Regions from separate parts of the Sus scrofa genome. Here region 2 is linked to region 1. Evidence: chromatin contacts called from public HiChIP or PLAC-seq data. All regions are on one chromosome and are shown on one strand. The core of a region is the stretch at or near the end of the contact, and the rest is flanking DNA. Distances in the headings are between cores, read along the strand shown. Region 1 holds the start of ZNF140 (zinc finger protein 140). Region 2 holds the start of GOLGA3 (golgin subfamily A member 3).

Region 1 (2,862 bases), core at 278-2,777:
AGGTTTTACAGAATGAACTGTAAACACCCAAACAAGAAAACTAGTTCCTCCTTCTCCCCCATCAACCATATCCAATTCATTAATGGGTCCTTTACACATTTTTTTTTAGGGCCACACCTGTGGCATATGGAGGTTCCCAGGCTAGGGGTCCAATTGGAGCTATAGCTGCAGGCCTATGCCACAGCCACAGCAACATCAGATCCAAGCTGTGTCCTTGACCTATACCACAGCTCACAGCAACGCCAGATTCTTAACCCACTGAGCGAGGCCAGGGATTGAACCTGCAACCTCATGGTTCCTAGTCGGATTCATTTCCCCTGCGCCACAATGGAACTCCTACACTCTTCTTTTACTTATTTATTCTGTTTAGCTATATGTTTGGCCACGTCCACGCCATGTGGAAGCTTCCAGGTCAGGGATCAAACCCACATCACAGCAGCAACCTGAGCTGCTGCGATGACAGTGCCGGATCTTTAACCCACTGCATCACAAGATAACTCCCTACAATCTTCTTTTAAACTGTTTCTTTGCAAGCAGCTCTTTGCAGGAAACCAACCTCAGCAGGAGGCCCCTTTCCTGGTCACTTTAGCAAAGCTACATTGCAACTAACTTTTAAACCAGGAACCCCCCTGTTCAGCTCCAGCGCTAGCACACCTTTCAAATCTTTTGATCACATAATATCTTGTCTAAAGAATAAGCAGGAATTCCTGCTGTGGCACAATAGGATCTGTGGGGTCTTGGGAGCATCTTGTGAGCGCTGGGACGTAGGTTACATGCCTGGCACAGTGGCTTAGGTCGAAGCTGTGGCTGGGATCTGATTCTTGTCCCTGGGAACTCCAAATGCCTCGGGCGGCCTTTAAAAAAAAGAAAGAGAGAAAGAAAGAAGGAAGGAAGGAAGGAAAGAAGGAAAGAAGGAAGGAAGGAAAGAAAGAAAGAAGGAAGGAAAGAAAGAAAGAAGGAAAGAAAAGAAAGAAAGAAAGAAAGAGCAATTAACAGATGACTAAACAATGCTTCCCTAGCTTCCTCTTCAGTAATCTTGCAACAAACTTTGCGACCAAACTACATCACCGGGTTCACAAGCCAGCAACCTGACAACTCCCCCCGACCCATTAACTGAGATGACTTCATTTTAAAACTTTCATGGCCCAGCAGAATCCTGAGAGGTGGCTTTTGGGGACACTGAATCCATCATTTCTCCGAATTGCCGGCATTCTGAATAAAAGCACCTTTCCCTGACACCAACATTTGTCTCTCCCAAGCATTGATTTTTCGAGCTTCGAGAAGCCGTACCTGATTGGGTAACATCTTGACTCAGTCTCCCCTGACCCGCAGCTCCTAGAATCCAGGATACGGAAGGCAGTAGCCTTCAATGGCATTCCTGGCTCAGGTCCTTTCCTTCAGTTCACCGATACAGTCAGCCATTGCAGCTGTCAGGGATGGGGGGTCCTCAAGGGAGGTATTGGGGCTGCAGTCGGTTCTGGAAGTTGTAGTCTGAGTGGGGAGGACTGCTCTGTAGGAGGCTGCGGCCGCGGTGGGCCCTGGGAAATGCGCCTAACTGAAGCTCGTCCCCGCCCCCCCGCCCCGTGGGCGCGGCGCCTCCTGGGAGTTGTAGTGTGTGTGGGCGAGTTGCCCACGATGCGCGGAGACCGCGGTGGGTCTTGGGAAGCCGAGCCGCGGCAGGCCCTGGCTTGGTTCGCGTCCGTCTCTGAGGCTCCGGAAGGCGCAGTTTGCGGGGCGCCGGCGCGGAGTCACTGCTCGCAGAGCCAAGAGCTGAGCGCCTGGCCTGCGCGGGCCGAGGTAGGGGAAGGGCCCGCCCTGCCACGCCGATCCCCGCCGGGGCCGGGGGCGGGGGCTCCATCCCAAGCTGGGGAAGCGTGGGCCCGCATGGCCTGCAGCGAGGAGGAAACGCCCCGAGGTGCAGCCCCCTTAAAGGCGGTGGCGCGGCGGGCGCGGGTCAGGTCCGGGCTCGGGTCAGGTCCGGGCCCGGAGCCCCTCCGCAGCGGCGAGGGGGTTGTCCCGGGCCCGTGCAGCTGTGTGACAAGGGCGGGGAATGCGGAGCCGCGGCACCCTGGTCCGGGCCCGTTACCTGGCGCGGCCCTTCGGCCCCCGCATTCAGCATCTTTCTCTCCCTGCCAGCCCTGCCGTCCGCATTTTCTGCTTTCCGCGGGCCCTGCCGGGAGCCATGTCTTGGGTAAGCTGGTGTGCCTTTCTGGGGGAGAGAGGCTTGCTTTCTCCTAAAACATTCCTCCCCGACCCCGTGCTCCCCCCACCCTCGCCCCTTTCTCTCTCGTGTACATCCGGGGAGGGAAGAGGGTTCTGGTGGGGTGGGGGCAGGGGGCGCAGGCCCGGCGTGGGCAGGTTTCTGACCTGGCTGTCATGTTCCTCTTCCCCCCGGGTATTAGAAGGTCTCATTCCCTCTGCGTTAATTGGCATTATTTTTATTGTCTACTTCCCGTACCAGTGGTCTCAGTGTGTGAGCCCTGGTACAGCACTGTTAGTATCACCAAATAATTTCTTGGAAATGTATATCCAAGAGCCCCAACCCGGGCTTGTGGACCAGAAACTGGGTGTGCGGTCTGCACATTGACAGCCCCTTCTGGTGGTTTAATGCGCGACGTGTCCTAGGACTTGGGGATCTGCAGGGAGCAAAACAACATCTTTGAACTCACAGAGCTCATTTTTCAGGCATGACGTTTAGTTTCTTTAGCAAGGAACACTAATTATTGCTGTGGTTGAGGCTAAATGCCATGCTGGCAGTTGTGCTTCACAGAGGTGGGGAATAAGGCCAACTAGAGAGTTCAAGGTGTGGCTCAGCGGTAGCAACCTGACTAATATGCGTGAGGACTAGAGTTCAATCCCTGG
Region 2 (2,945 bases), core at 275-2,774, 150 kb before region 1:
TTATTTCCTTTTCTTACCATTCGAGGTGCACTGCAACTGAAAGCTATCACTCCAGTAATGTTTGCAATATTTAAGGGATAATTTAAAATGTTAAAAAAAAAACCATGAGTCCCCAGTAAATGGCTTACAATGTCCCAGTGGTTTTCAATCACACTGACAATAAAATCTAAGCCTCTTACCACGAACTAGGAAGCTGCATACCGTCTAGCCCCTTCCTACATTGCATCCTTGTCCCCTCTCACTTTCTTCCTTTTTCATTACACGCTTGCCATACTGTATCTAAAAAAACACCAATTTACTCCTCCCTCAGGGCTTCACACTTGGTCATCTTGCCTGAAACAGTCTTATCGCATGTTTGCATGGCTAGTTTCTTGTCATAGAGGCTTTGACTCAAAAGTCACCTCCCCCAAGACCTTCTTATAGATCTGGCCCAAGCACCACGCAATACTCTCTCAGAAATGGCTTCATTTACTGTCTGTATCCCTCCACTACAGCGCGAGCTCAGTGAGGCCCTGACACGACTCCAATCCTATCACCCAGGATCTACAGTGAACAGTGCCGGGCACGACCGACACTCAGCAAAGAGCTGTTGAATGAAGGTCGAGCTGTTCACCTGCATCATACTAGAGACGACGCCTGGTCCCACTCCCTCTGGAAATTATCACTACACTGATGAAAACACCGCTATGAAACACATTCTGGTGAAACACCCAGAAATGAGATGGACTCGAGGTGGAGAGAGAGCAGAGCACACACGGATTCTTTAAACCAGGCTTCACACTAACCACCGGACACCATGTCACGCCTGTCATCTTGACAGAACTTCTACACAAGGACAAGAGATGTTTCTCTGCAGCTCCAACAGCAGCCGTGGGAACCTCTGAACAAATTACTCCCCGGCGCGCGTGGACAGCACTACGGAAGAACGCGAATGTTGGGATATTTATGAGGCCGGTTCCGCTAACAGCTGCACAGTGCAGCTTCTAGGCCCAGAGGCTACCAACGGTGAGGAGCCGGACTAGCGCGGGGCGTTGCCGCTCCAGGTGGAGCCTTGGCCGGCCCTTCGCGTGCGCCCAAAGCCCAGCCGCCCTTCGCCTGTCCCTGGCCCCGACCCAACCGCTGTCCTCCTGTTCCCCACGCCTTCCCCAGCCCAAGCCTCTGCCCAGGCACCGCCCCACGACCCTCACCCCTGCGCTGCGGAAGCCGCGGCGAACGCCCGGCCCGGCTGCTCTGGCTGAGACGTGGCTGCGCGGGGGGCGGAGCACGGCGCGGCGACGGAAAATGACCCCCCGGAAGCCTGCGTGCGCTGTCTCCGTTCCGGAAGAGAGAAAGCCCTCTTCTGTTAGCCAGCAGCTGCCCTCGGGCCCCGAATGCTCCGGCCGCAGGGCTGGAATCCAGCCTAGTCGAAACTCGCCTGAGACGGACTTCAGGAAGCGAATTTGGAGCACCTTCCCTTGTTAAAAAGTAGCTTCGGGACTGGCCGGACCAACTCCGACAGGAAGCCGGACAATTGAGCTTCCGGCGGAAGTGGCGTGGCCAGGCTCTGGTCCCCGCCCCGCCCTAGCTGTCAGGGTGTCGGCGTAGCCATTCCACCCCGCCCCTACCTCGTTGGGGGTTGGCTAGTAAGCACGCGGGGGTGGGGTCTGTGAGGTGCAGAGTTGTGGCTCTGGCACCTGTTCGTCGCCCCTGAGCACCAACCTTCCACCGCGCCAGTCCTCACTTATCTTTCAGGTACCAGTGCAAAAGTGACTCCTGCTTTGGGGCGGTAGCAGTGTTTTATCTTTAAAAAAAACATTGTTGGCATAGGCATGAGGTTTAGGTGAAGGGCTTTTAGGGTTTAGGTAAAGAACACAAAGGAGTTCTCTTGTGGCACGGTGGGTTAAGGATCTGGCGTTGTCACTGCAGCGGCTTGGGTCCCTGCTATGGCACGGGTTCCTTCCCTGGCCCAGAAACTTCCACGTGCTGTGGGCAAAGCCAAAAAAAAAAAAAAATCAGTTGGCTGTTTGTTGAATGTTTCTGGGTTCTCTGCCCTGGTCCATTGATCTCCATGCCTTCTTGTAACACCACAGTCTTCACCAAAATAGCTTTACAGCAAGCCACAATATGGGGTGGAAGATTCCTCCCACTTTATTCTTTTTTTCATTTTGGCAGACCCTCAGCATAAGAAGTTCCGCAGCCAGAGATCAGATCCAAGCCAAAGTTACCACCTATGCCACACCTGTGGCAACCCACAGCTTAACCAACCATGCCAGGCCAGGGATTGAACCTATGTCCCAGAGTAGCAGAGACACTGCCAATCCCATTGTGCCACAGCAGGAACTCCTTATTTTTATTATTATTATTTATTATTAAGGTATTATGTGTATACAATATAATTAGCCCATTTTATGTGTTCAGTTCAATGATTTTTAAAGTAAGTTCAGTTACACTTACTAAATTTTAGTAAATAACACTGAGCTTAATCCATTTAGTTGAAGCTGGATCTATTGCAGTTTGTTGTAGAACACTTTGATAGCTCCAAGGATCCCTCTTGTCCATATACACTCTGTTCCCCTCCACCAGCCCCTGACAACCACTAATCTGTTTTCTTTCTCTATTGATTGGCCTATTCTGTACATTTCATATAAATAAAATCTCACACCATGTGGCCTTTTGTGACTGCCTTCTCTTTTACTTAGCATAGTATTTTGAGGTTCATCTGTGTGTTACCATGTTTCAGAACTTAGCTCCTTTCACAGCTGCATAATACTTATTTAGATATACCCTGTTTTGTTATCCACTAGCCAACCCACCTTTCTTCTTTCCTTCCTACCTTCCTTCCCTCCCTCCCTCCTTCCAATTCACTGTGGCCCATGTATGCCAAGTACTATTTTTTTTTTTTACAAGTAGTTCTTTTTGGGTTTTTTTTTTTTGGTTTTTTTGTTTGTTTGTTTGTTTGTTTGTTT

What was found. HiChIP or PLAC-seq counts read pairs in DNA pulled down with a chosen protein or histone mark.
Region 2: an H3K27ac HiChIP or PLAC-seq map of alveolar macrophages shows a contact between it and region 1. The contact joins the promoter of GOLGA3 here to the promoter of ZNF140 in region 1. A contact is called at or near these places in 2 of 2 datasets of contacts at active chromatin or transcription factors (alveolar macrophages and skeletal muscle).

The regions. Positions count from the first base shown.
Region 1 is chr14:22,541,450-22,544,311 of Sscrofa11.1, reverse strand. It overlaps ZNF140 (zinc finger protein 140), which reads left to right and starts at 1,527. Exons shown (of 4, transcript XM_021072894.1): 1 at 1,527-1,797; 2 at 2,137-2,191. The coding sequence starts at 1,546.
Region 2 is chr14:22,687,883-22,690,827 of Sscrofa11.1, reverse strand. GOLGA3 (golgin subfamily A member 3) reads right to left here and starts at 1,524. Exons shown (of 24, transcript XM_021073868.1): 1 at 1,415-1,524.